Regions from separate parts of the Sus scrofa genome. Here region 1 is linked to region 2. Evidence: chromatin contacts called from public Hi-C data. All regions are on one chromosome and are shown on one strand. Each heading gives the region's core, a stretch centred on a gene start, on an enhancer-like site or on the middle of the called end of the contact. The rest is flanking DNA. Distances are from core to core; before and after follow the strand shown.

The links. Hi-C and Micro-C count contacts between places; a contact is called where the count stands out from the background.
Region 1: a Hi-C map of retroperitoneal adipose tissue shows a contact between it and region 2, with 2.0 times the contacts expected there. The contact joins the promoter of LMF1 here to the enhancer-like site in region 2. A contact is called at or near these places in 1 of 5 promoter capture datasets (fetal skeletal muscle), 10 of 47 Hi-C or Micro-C datasets (embryonic fibroblasts, fetal heart ventricle, fetal skeletal muscle and 6 more) and 1 of 2 datasets of contacts at active chromatin or transcription factors (skeletal muscle).

What each region holds. Positions count from the first base shown.
Region 1 is chr3:40,838,362-40,844,793 of Sscrofa11.1, reverse strand. LMF1 (lipase maturation factor 1) reads right to left here and starts at 3,552. Exons shown (of 11, transcript XM_021086874.1): 1 at 3,323-3,552. The coding sequence starts at 3,509.
Region 2 is chr3:40,771,488-40,777,551 of Sscrofa11.1, reverse strand. No RefSeq gene overlaps it. Among named protein-coding and RNA genes, the nearest start is that of SSTR5, 16 kb to the right of the region's middle. Within about 2 kb of position 3,686, at least 16 of the 83 cell types and tissues checked have an H3K27ac peak or open chromatin away from gene starts, as enhancers often do. A contact at or near this core is called in retroperitoneal adipose tissue and subcutaneous adipose tissue, where this site is marked.

The DNA of each region.
Region 1 (6,432 bases), core at 2,303-4,802, 67 kb before region 2:
CAAGGGTTTGATCCCTGGCCCCACTCAGTGGGTTAAGGATCTGGCGTTGCCAAGAGCTGGGGTGTAGGCTGCAGATGAGGCTTGGATCCTGTGTGGCTGTGCCTGTGACACAGGCCAGCAGCCGCAGCTGCAGCTCTGGTTTGACCCCTAGCCTGGGAACTGCCATATGCCTAGGGTGCAGCCCTAAAAAGAAAAAAAGAAAAAAAAAAATGGCCAAGTAGAAAGTAGAAAAAAATTTCCAAAATATCACAGGATCTCAGAGCTAAACCAAACCAACAACCTCAGAAAGGCTCAGTCAGCCCCCGCCCCACTGGAGGAAAGAGTCACCCCCCCACAAAGCCCCCTACCCCACCGGCTCTAGGGAGGAAGGAGACAGGCCCAGGCATGAGACTCTAGCTGCTTCCTGACCTAGGAGAGGGGACCAAGGCCACCCAACCTGCATCATCAAGGAGGTCTGCAAAGATTTCCTTAAAAAAAAAAAAAAAATTGGGTTTTCTCTCCCCTTCGGATAAAGGGCTATAAACTAAATCAGAATCACCTCTGCGATGTCCCTGTCCACCGGGCGGTTCCATTGAATGTGGTGAAATTCTGGACCTGGGCACAATAAGCCCCAGTGCGTCCTCTCTGCAGGCGTGTGCTGCAGGGAGCGCAGAGAGAGCAGTGCTTGTGTCTTCAACAAACAGGGAGCACTTTAGAGACGCCTGCAAATCTAAGCAGCCCTGGAGGGGCCTGGAGGGAAGACGGAGAACTAACTGCACGAGAACTCTCAGAAGCGCTGAAAGCTCAGAACGACAAAAAAAGAAGCGGGAGTCCAGCACTCTTGTGGCTCCATTTGTCCTCACATTTTCCAAAGAAAAGCTAAGAGTTCAGCAAATGCGGGTGCGGGACTGCGGACGGGCCGCCAGGCTGGGCCTCCAGACCCAGGTGAGCCTTGTGACGGGGAGCGGGACGAGCTGCAGCTGTGGGAGCTTCGCCTCCGCCGCTGTGATGGCTGCTGTGACCGGCAGCGGGCAGATCCGCTCCACCAGCAGCAGGACCACCCGCCCGACGCTGCAGAGCCTCGGCTCCGAGGGGCGGCCTTCACGATGAACCGTGAACACAGGCCAAGCCTCTCAGAGCCCTCTGAGCGCTCCGGCAAAGGTGTGGAACCAGAGGGGGCCCGGGCCCTGATGGACGGCTGGTCGCTCAGAAGCACAGGGGATGCCAGGACCGAGGGGGGGGGGGTCTGCGCGGACGCCGGGCACTTGGCGTCAGAAGGAGCGCGTCCCCTCGAGCAGTGTCTGGACCGTCAGAGGATTCATCGGTGTGCGAAAAAACCCACGCGCGCGGTCGAGGTCAGAGGCATGTGAGCAGGAGAAATCAGAGTGTTTCCCTTCGGTCACCCGCCAGGGAGCAGGAGTCAGGCCGTATAAGACTCCTGGACGCCACCGAGCTCCGAAGAAGCACAGGCCCGGGCGACTTCTGTGCGACCGAGAAGGACACAGACAGTTCACCTTCTCCACGCTCTTTGCTAGAAAGCGGACTGGGTGCGCACGCTTTAAAGAGAGAACAACCCCCAAATAAGAAAGGAGATCCAAGGAATTAGGACTTCAATGACAGAGGACCAGAGGCCTCTCGGGTGGGCAGTCTGCGCCGTCAGTGTCACGGCCAGGGTGCCGATGGGGGGGGGGGGAACACAGTTGGAAAAGTATCCCGTGGTGACACGGAGTATTGATAAAGGCCGCAGAAAGGCAAGGAAATTTATGGAAGGGGAGCTGCTCCCAGGTGACAAAGGATGGAGGTATGAAAACCGTCCCTGGATGCAAGGAGCTCCCAGGGCGACACCAGACAGGCTCCTGGCTTAGGAACTGTTAGCTGTGCAGACGCCTGTTGTCCAGCCTGGCAGTCCCAGAGAACAAGTGTACCAACGTCAGGGAAAGGTGCCCAGAGCCCATGGCATTGTGGGATTTCCCCGGGAGTTAAGGGGCTCAGAGGGAGTCTGCGGTGAGACCCACAACTCTCCAGAAAGAGATCAAGGCAGGATGACTGCCTCCTTGCCCGGGTCATCTCAGCCAGAGACCCTCTCCGCCCGGAAGATGCGAAAAACTGGTTTCTTCGAGCGGCTGAACCCCACCCTACCGCCCCGCCACCCCCAATAGAGAGAAGCCAGGGGAAAAAACCCATCTGCCAGGGCAAATCATTCTGTACTCAGCACCAGGCTTAAAATATCTGCTCGCCCCGGTGGCTGGAAACGGTTCCCTTCTGAATTGAAGGGCGAATCCCTGTGGAGATCAAAGGCAGCCCCACTCCCTGGAAAGCCGAGCAGGGTTTTAAGCGGCGCTCTCTGCGAGCGGAGCCACCCACCGGGGTTTTTCCACTGTTACGGCGACGGTTTAAGGGACTATTAAAGTCTCGCAGATTAACTTTGCCTTGACTCCATCTTTCGCAAAATGACAGCTCAAACGTTTGGAATGATTATTCAATCCCGTGGAGACTAAAGCAATACCGGCAAGAACTATTTTTTATGGTAACTTAGAGCGCACGGGAGGCGGGGCTGAACCCCCCCATCCCTGCCCGCCGCCGCACGCGGCGGCCCTCGAAGGGCTCGCAGGACCCCCCGGCCCCACCCCGGGACCTGGCCCCGCGGAGCCCTCTCAGTGTTTGCTGAAGGCCGCTGTGCAAAGAGCTGCATGTCCCCCCCTTCTAACGCCGGCTCGAAGAGCTGCATGTCCACCCCTTCCAACGCGTCGGAAACGAAGCCGGCTCGCCGCGCCGGGGACCAGCGCCCTCTGGACCCTCCGGAAGGGGGACTTGCCCGCTGGCCCCAGATCACTCCTGCCGTGGACTGTCCCCCACCCCCACGGCCCCCGCAAGGCCACGTTCCTCTGAGAAGCCCGGCTGGGCTTCAGACGCCCTGCTCGGCTTCGGGCGTTTGCACCCGTCCGGGCGTGGGGACCAGGGCGGGCGTGTGTATTTCGCGCTGGGGGGCACCCGGGGGTCCAGCCTTGTGGTCGAGGAGACCCGGGAGGCAGGGGGGCCGGGGCTGGCCGCGAGGCTCTGCCCGGTCAAACCCGGCTAGCGCCCACCTCGCAGGTGAGTCCGCACCTGCTGCTCGTGCCTCAAAGCTGCCGAGCCGCGGGGAGGCCGCAGGCGCCGCAGACCGTGGAACTGCAGGCGGCAGAGCGGAGCCGCTGCCCCACGGACGCCCGGTCGGCGTGGGCGCCCCCGGTCCCGGCAGGGGGGAGGGGCGCGCGGCCGGGGCTCGGCGGGGAGCCCGCGGGGGGACGGCCTGTGGGGGCGGGGCGCGTGGAGGGGCACCATCGGGCAGGCCCCGCGGACTCACAGTAAACGAAAGCGAGGGCCTTCAGGAGCACGACCCTGGTGAGCCAGAAGGTGCCCGCGCGGAAGCGGGCCGGGCAGCTCATGGGGTCGCGCCCCGGCGGAGACGCGGGCTCCGGGCCCGCGGCCGCGGCCTTCCGCCGCCTCAGGGGATCCTCGGACGCCGCCATCGCCGGGCCCTCAGAACGCATGCGCGGGGGACGCCGCGCGCCGATCGCTCCGCCCCCGCCGAGAGGCCCCGCCCACAACTGGAGGTTCACGTGCGCCGCGGCCAGCCGCGCGCACGCTCGGGGGCGCTGCTGCTGCGGGGGTCGGGGGCTTCGCGCCTGAAAGACTGGCGGCGCCGCTGCGGGAGCCGGGTTGACCGCGTCGCTCCTTCACTCACTCGTTCATTGAATAAGCCGAGGTTGCAGAGGTCCCCAGTGCACGCCCCTACCCAGGAGCTCGCCCTCCTGGACTCTCACTCTAGGGAGGGCGGGAGGCACTGAATTCAGAGGCAGAAACGCAATGTGAAGGAGGCTCTTGGAAAGCATGTGTCTGACGATGTGATATGCATCCAGGGAGGCTGAGATGAGGGCAGCCAAGAACCCTGGAGGCTACCGTGCTCCCTCTGCATGCCCTGGCTGTGTGTGGAACTCACATTCGCGCAGAGGAAAGGCCGAGCAGGATTCACCACCCCAGGATTCCAGGCTGCCTCTGCCTGCATTGAGAAGGAGGAGTGGGTGGGCAGTTGCCTCGAAGGGGTCCCTTCCCAGCTCCCCACTTCTGCTATCTGAGGAGGATGCTGGGGTGGTGGCTCCACAGCTAGTGACAGACAGTTCAGGCAGCACCTGGGTCCTAATATTCAGACCCTTCAGCTCTCTTCCCCACCCCCACCCCCACCCCCGAAGTTTCTGCACAGGGCAACCAAGTCCCCTTAGCACTTCTCCTGGCTCTCGAGACTGGACCTCTAGCCAAGGGGGGAAAGTGGCTGGCTGAGGATTCAGAGGAGGGAAGCCCTTACTGACCAGTGAATCACCCAACAGAACCCCAGGAAGCCTCCAGCAACTCTACATTCTGAGGATACGGGACAGGTGTCATTCAGCGGGTGGAGTGCTAGGCAATCTTCAGAGGAAAGAAGAGGTGTGGGGAGTTCCTGTCGTGGCGCAGTGGAAAGAATCCGACTAGGAACCATGAGGTTGCAGGTTTGATACCTGGCCTCGCCCGGTGGGTTAAGGATCTGGCATGGCTGTGGCTGTGGTGGAGGCTGGCAGCTGTAGCTCCGATTCAACCCCTAGCCTGGGAATCTCCATATGCTGCTAGTGTGGCCCTAAAAAGCAAAAAAAAAAAAAAAAAAAAAAAAGAAAGAAAGAAAGAAAGAAAGAAAGAAAGAAAGAAAGGTGTGTGAGAGAGTAGGCATTAGCGCCTTCAGAGTTTGGGGTAAACTGTGGAGTACTTGGAAGGAAATGATTGCAGTAGGTGTGGATTTTTCCTTATTCATTTGTAAAAACTCTTAACGTGTTAAAGATCCTTTTCTTGTGTGTCTACTGTGAATTTTTGTCCTGGGTTTTTTGTTTTCACATCTTGTTCCTAGTGTTTGATGTATAAATGATCGATATTTACATAGTCAAATAATCAGGCTTTCTCGGTTGTTTAATTATCTCTTCACCGTCTGTATTGTGAGCTCCATAAGGGCAAGAACTGGCTCTGGACAAGGGATCTCCCGAATTAGTCCAGACTAGACACTTCTGGAACCTCTCTGCAGCCTCCAGCTGCTGCTCCCCACCCCCAGTGTTGGGGTAATAGCATCTACGTGCATCTTAGTGATTTTTTTTTTGTTTTGTTTGTTTGTTTGTTTTGCCAAGACCACAGCATGCATAAGTTCCCAAGCCACGGATCAAACCCAAGCCACAGCAGTGATCATGCCAGGTCCTCAACCCACTAGGCCACCAGGGAACTCCTACAATGTGATTTTTTAAAAAAACCTTCCTTTTCTTGTCCATGAAAAACCCTTCCTTGGGACCCCACCTGAGAAGTGGGACCTGGAAGACAGATTTTCCATGGAGGGTACAAACGTCTTTTGCATCCTGAAGAGCCCCCCGCAGGGAAGCGTGAGCCTGAGGGGGAGTGGAGGAACACCTAGCCCCGGCCGGAGTCCTGCTTCCAGGTCCTTCCACACGAACCCACAACCTGCCCCTCCCCTCCCCCACCCCGGCCAGTTGTCCAGGTGCCGAGTCCCAGATGAGCCCGCACAGCCGTCTGGGGGGAGCACGGAGAATCCGGCCAAGCCCGCCCGAGCTCCCCTGGGTCCCTGCCCGGATGTGGGAGCGGAGCAGGGGACAGAGGCGAGGAGGGACGGCTCCACTGTCAGGTGTGACCCTGGATGCTGCTTTTCAGGTGGGGACAGTTCTCACAAAGGGCCCTTTGTCCTCAGCTTCCCCTGGCCAGGGCTGCATTGTTCCCCCTGAGACGTGTACAATGGGACATTGTGCGGAGCAGAAAGGGGCCCCTTGTCCAGCCTCCAGCTCACTGGGCTCTGGGCTCCCTCCCCGGGTTTGCCCAGGGTGGGCAAGGCCATCGGAGAGGTCTGCCGGGAGCTCATATTCTCATGTCTCTTCCTGGGAGCTGACCGCAGAGGTCCAGTCTATCTCAGGGTCTAGAACCTTCCAGGGAGTGAACCCCATGGAGCAGGGCTTGGCTGAGGAAAGGCTGGCCCGGGGCCCAGTTCTTGCCTGTTTCTGCCTGAATTTAATCAAGTGTCCACAGGTGTATCACAGCCATAAAAAGGAGTAAAGCATTTATACGCCTGCAGCAGAGACGAGCCTTGAAAATACCGTGCTCGGGGAGAAGCCGGGCATACAAAGCCACATACTGTATGCTTCCGTTTACATGGAACGTCCAGAATAAGCAAATCCACGGTGGCAGAGCTTCGATCAGTGGTTCCCAGGAGCTGGGGGAGGGAGACAAGGAGCGACTGCTGACAGGGAAAAGATTTCTGTGTGGAGGGACCAAAATACTGTCAAACTGGATAGCAGCGATGCTCACACATGCTGAATGTATGAAATGCTACTGAATTGTACGCCTAAAAATACTTAATTTGGGACCTCCCCCTATGGTGCAGTGGGTTAAGAGACG
Region 2 (6,064 bases), core at 2,437-4,936:
CCCTTGGCTTGAGGCCACGTTCCTCCAGCCTCCACCTGGTTGTCACTTGGCCTTTTCGTCTGCCCTCTCCAAGGACCCCAGCCACGACATTGGTGCTTACTCTGCCCAGCCGGACCTCATCGTGACCTGATCAGACCTGCAAAGAGGACCGTGGCTGAGGGTCGCGGTAGACGTGAACTTGGGGGCCCCTGTCCAACCCAGGACAGGCAGTAAGTGCATGACGGGGTGGCCCGGCGTGGCTCGCGCCCATCCGCGGGGCAGACCCCTCTTGGGGCCCCAGCCTCTCCTCGTAAGGTGGGGCCTCCTGCCTTGGCCTCCCACGTCCTGCACCCTGGGACAGTGCGTGGGGGGTGGGTTCCAAGGGCAGAGACAGCGCTGGGCAGAGGCGGGGTGCTGGGCGGGGCAGGGCCCGGAGCTGATGCCGGGCGGGGGGCGGGGGGCGGGGGCAGGGCCCAGGCTGGCCCCCAGTTGGAAGCCTCAGGCTCCCGCTGTGGCCGAGGACGGCCCAGGAACGAGGCAGCCACGCCGACGAGCAGGGCAGGCACGTGCCTGAGGCACCCTGGCGGGGGAGCTGTGGACGAAGTTGACAAGTGGCCTCCGTGGCTTGGGGCCCCTCTCCTGGGATTGGGGTGGACAGTGGGGACAGGCTCACAGGTCAGCAAGGACACCGTGGGGACAGGGCTCCTGAGGGGAGGGAGCAACACGACTTGGGCAGGGGTGGGGGCTGCCCGCTGGGGGGGCCAGGGGTGAGGACCACCTGTGGTCCTTGGGGAAGCTGACCTGCCCTCCTCCCTGGGGACCTCGTCGGACCAAGCAACCCTGTGGGTTCACACGGCGGCCCTGCCATGCTGGTGGGCATGACCACCAGGGCCCATTCTTGGCACCGGCCACAGCCCGCAGGCTGGCCACAGGGAGCCTCGCTTCTGCTGCCACAGGGCTGAGCACCCTCAATGCCAATCTCGGCCCAGAGCCCCCCGCAAGGCCAAGCAAATGAGGGTGAGGCCCCCCGTACCACTGGGACCAGCCTTGGCAGGCGAGGCTGGGCTCCGGGGGGCACACCTGCTCTGGGGAGGCTGGGGGGCTTCCGGGCCTGCAGCTGTTCATCCCCTGGACAGGCATGGCCTCCACAGCAACAGCTGGGCCGGAGGCTCGAGAGCCAGGAGAGCCGAGCCCAGGCTGCCCCCGCCTGGGGATCGGTTACAGAGGCTGACGGTGCCCAGGGCCGACAGGAGGGGCGGGGAGAGCCCAGGGCTGAGCCTGCCCATCCCCCCCACTCCTGGGTAGGAGGCCACAGGGACAGGGCTGTCCCCCCCGCCCCAAGCCCAGGGGTCCTGCCGCTCACTGGAAACTGTCCCTTGGCCTCCTCTGGTCTGGGCCTGAACCTCTGCCCAGCGGCCGTCCCCCACAGCCCCCCCCCAGCCAGATGCAGGACAACCCCTCCCACTGACCCTCTGGCCAGCACAGAGCACCCCCAGGAGCTGCCCCCACCCCTTCCCAAAGCTAACGGCCACCAGCTAGCATCCTGGGGGCAAGATGGAGACTGTGCAGCCTGGCTGAGGGACATGGTGGGGGCCGGGGCTGGGGGCCGAGGGGGCTCCCCCTCACCCCCCCACACAGCCAGGGCTCGTCAGTGCCCTGGGCGTCAGGGGTGCCGATGCTGTGAAGCAGTGACCACGAGTCACTCCCTGGGGTGCCTGTCTCACTTCCCACCCCTGAGGTTTGGGGGTCAGGACAGCACCGCGCCCGGAGCAGGGAGCAGCAGCCTCACCCAGGCCTGGTGGCACCCCAGACTTCACACGCTGGCCAAGGGGCTCCACTGGGATGGCCCCTCCTCTGCTGGCCACGCGGGCCCTGAGGTCCCATGGGCCAGGCCCCCTCCGGCCCCCTCCTTCTGGTGGGAGGCAGTGGCCGTGCTCAGGCTCTTGCTGCGAAGTCTCCGTTACTCTTTCTGCAGACACCTAAGTCTGCAGACCCCTCAAGGTCCACTCCGGGGGGGACACGTCTACTCCTGCAAGGCCCAGGGTCTGCACGGCCTGGCCTGCCAGGAGCCCCGGGCATCTCGGGGACGTTGGGGCTGTCTGCCGTCCCGCCTGGCCGAGGTCCCTGACAGCCAGTTCAGCAAAGGACAGGCCAACCAGCGGGGCCAAGGACTCCCTGGCCTGGCCAAGTGGGACCGGTTTTGGGATTTGGGGATTTTGAACCAGCTGCTGTGGCAGGTGTGGCCGGCCGGGCTGAGCCGAGTCCACCAGCCGCTGGGAGGGTTGCCAGCCAGCTGCTGGAGGGTGTGGGGCGGCCGGGCTGGCCCCTTGCCTGAACAGCAAAGCCAGCAGAGGGTGGCCAGGGCTGGGGGCGGCAGGGGGGCCCTGCACCCCACGTGCTTCACCACTGCCCCTGCCAGAGGGGAGACCACAGCCCAGCTCCTCTGGGCCCTACGGCCAGCCAGGGCGGTTGGCCAGCCCCGGGTCTTGGCCTGAAACCCCGAGTTCTTGGTCCAACGTGGGAAATCCTCGCCATCAATCAGGGCAGAGACTCAGCAAGGACACCCCCAGTCCTGTCTCAGCCTCGGCAGGATGGCCCCCATGGCTTTGTGTCTGCAGTGTTCGCGAGCTGCTCGCGCCCCCCAGTGGCGGGTGCCAGCTTTGTTCTGGGTGATGCACAGAAGCTGATCGGGAGCCACCGGGTGGCGCTGTGCTGTGGTTCACCGAAGGCACAGGATCTCTTTGTCGGCAACTTTAGGGGGCTGGGGTAGAGGAGGGGACTGAGCAAGGGCCGCCTCGGGTTGCGATCCTCAAATTAGACAAGGGCCTCCGTGCCAGCAGGAAGCCTGAGAAGGGTGGGGGCTTAGGAGTGAGTCCCAGGGGCACCCTTGGGCCTTGGGGCAGCTGTGCCGGGTGACTGGGCACCAGCCTGCCGCAAACAGAAATGGCCAGCACCTGCATGAGGGGCCGCAGCCTGGTCATGGACCCGGGGGCACAGCCCCCCAGGCAGGTGCCTCAGGACTGGGCAGAAGTGTGAACTTCTGGAGGAGTCCCTGCTCCCTATCCTGTTCTGTCCGTGTCGGCCACAGCACCCTGAAGCCTGGGGCACTGATCCCCGAGGGAAGGGCTCCGCGTGCAGGCTGTCTGGCAGGGAAGCACGGGGAGGGGGTAAGCAACCCAGGGCCAGGGACCCAGCACAGGCTGGGGCAGGGCTCTCCTGGAAACTTCTGGTGACGCGGACAAGAAGGACAGCAATTATGACCCCCGTGTTGTTGAAGATGTTGAGGCTCAGAGAGGTTGAATGACCAGCTGAGGCCACACAGCTGACCTGCGAGGAACCAGTCCGGGCCTGGATGACACTAGGGCATGGTCGGGGGAGGTGCTGGGGGGCAGGGGCCTTGGGGGACCCGAAGGTGGGGACTATTGGGCACGGGCAGGGTGTGGGGCGGAGGAAAGGACTTCGGGAATTCCGGCTCTGGTCACCGCGCCCCCTGCCCCCAGCCTCGGGAAACGTCGCGGCCGCCCCTCCCTCCCCGCCCCCCTCCGCGGCAGCTCAGGCCACGCCCCCACGGAGCCCGCCCCGCCCGCAGGGACGGAGGCGCCCACCAGATGGCGCCAGAGTCCGGCCGATGCGCCAAACCGGCGCCCGACCTCGACCCACTGAGCCGCGTTTCCTGGGTCCGAGCCCGGCCGGGGAGGGGCAGCCTCTGCCTGGGGACCCCGTGGCGCAGGGACGCCGTCCTGGCTTAGGACTGTCGAGTCGGGACTGCCTCTTCCCAGGAACTGCTGCGGGAGGAGAGGTGGGCCCGGCGTCCTGGCCGCCCTGCCCGCCGCTCCCCTTCCTGCCCCTTCCCCTGCCCCCGCCGTGGGTCGGTCGGTGGGTGGGTGGAGTCCAGGAAGGGGGGAGGGGTTGGGAGGAAGGGGAGAGCGGGGCGGGGTCCAGCACAGAGGGAGGGGACACAGCAGGAGACCTGGAGGTCCCAGGAAGGTCCCCTCTGGGGGAGCAGTGGCGGAGAAGGCACTGCGGCGGACCTGGGAACAGTTGAGGGCTGCGAGGGAGGGGATGCGGGGGTCCTCGACCCCTCTGTCCAACCCCCTTCCCTCCCCCTTCTCTGCGCCACTTCAGCTCCGACCAGGTCCCTCCCCCACCCCATTTCCTCACGGCTGTGTTGAGAGCCCCTAATTTGTCCTCGCCTAATGCCTTAATTGGTCTTTTCAGCCAATTTTCACAGGGTCCATTTGATGCTCCCCGGATCCACGTGGAAGCACAGGGAGGGCCTCCGCCCATTGAACATTTCCTACTGAGGCCGGGGGTCGCATGGTCCTGGGAGGGGGTCCCCATCAGGGGGCCTTGCTGGGTCGGGCATCTTATGCCTGCGTCTCACCCACGTCGTCCCCGTAGGGTTCATTTTCATTGTCCTTCCTGTTCCCTTCCACAGACAAGGAAGCAGGCCTCCAAGGTGACCAGTGGCCTGGATCCACCGCTGGTGGGGGCAGAGCCAGGGCCCCGCCGTACCCCCACTCAGGCTGCGGGATCCGGTGTTGGGGGACACACTGGGAGGCCTGGCGGGGATGGTGGCGGGGATGGTGGGGTTTGCTGACGGCACCTGTGAGTTGGGGCAGCGCACGGGAGGACTTTTCTCCTGAAAAAAAACCCCACAAGTTCTGATGATGCGGGGCAGGTGTTCTCGGAAAGCAGCAGAGGCTGAGCGAGACCCCCTCCCCCGGCTTAGACTGGGCGGCAGGAGGTGTTTGAGGAGGGGGCTGGATGCTGTGATGAGGTGGGCGGGGCACCCGTCCCCTCCCCCCGCGATCCCACTAAGACGGCGGCGCTAGGCTGTTCATTTTCGTGCCGACCTATTAATGGTTTTTTCTCTAACGGAGGTTTCTGCCTCCAAATGCCGTTAGACCCTCAAGTGGAAATGGAACGAAGTAAGCTGGTGAATCACTGCAATTCGAACACCCGGTGAGCGAAATGGGTTTTTTAATTGAGGTGAAAGTCGGTGGATGCTGCGCCTCCCAGTGGGAAATTGACTCCAGCGAACTCGGAAGGCACAGACCCAGGCACCCACCGGCACGCGGCAGCACAAAGGTGATGTCCTGCAGGGCTCGGGTGGGGGGAGTGGGGAAGGCGCCCCTCTCCCTGATCTGAGGTCGCAGCCCTTCCTCCCCCCGGGGGGAGCTAGGGTCTCTGCGGGGGACCAGAGGCCAGGGAGGTACAGGGGTTACCCTGGGACCAGGGGCGCCCCAGGTGGGGGGTCATGAGGGAGAAGGGGACAGAGAACCTGCAAGAGTGGAGCTTGTCCAGTGACCTGGGGCCACCAGGACAGGTGACCCCAAACGTGGTGACTTAGAGCAACAGGAGTCCGTTCTCCCCGTCTGGGGCCACAAGTCCAAGGCCAGGGCCACGCTCCCCTCTGAGGTTCCAAGGAGGGTCGTTCCTGCCTCTTCCGGCTCCAGGGGCTCCGGGTGGCCCTGGACTTCAGCCACGTCACTCCCATCTCTGCCTCCGTCTTCACGTGGCTTCTCCTTTGTGTCTCTCCTTCTGTCTTTTGTAAGGACACCCTCATTGTCCAGAATGACGTCCTCTCAAGACCTGTCGCTTAATTCCATCTGCAGAGACCATATTTCAAATAAGGTCACATTCTGGGGTTCTGGGTGGATGTGAATTTTGGAGAGACCCCCACCATGACCCCAGAGCTCCAAGGAGTGGGGCTTCCAGGAGGAGGTGGCAGGGCTCTGCTGCCAAGACGGCTGACGTGGGGGTTGGGAGGGACATGGCGTACAATTAGGCTGTGATGGTGTCTGTGCGACTATAAATATAACGTGCATTGATTGTGTGGGTTTTTAATTTTCCTTTGTATTTTTTAGGGCTGCACCTGTGGCCAATGTAGGTTCCCAGGCCAGGGGTTGAGTCAGAGCTATAGCTGCTGGCCTCCACCACAGGGACAGCAACGCAGGATCCGAGCCACGTCTGTGACCTACACCAGAGCTCACGGCAACGCTGGATCCTTAGCCCATTGAGCGAGGCCAGGGATCGAACCCACCTCCTCATGAATGCTAGTCAGACTTGTTTCCTCTGAGCT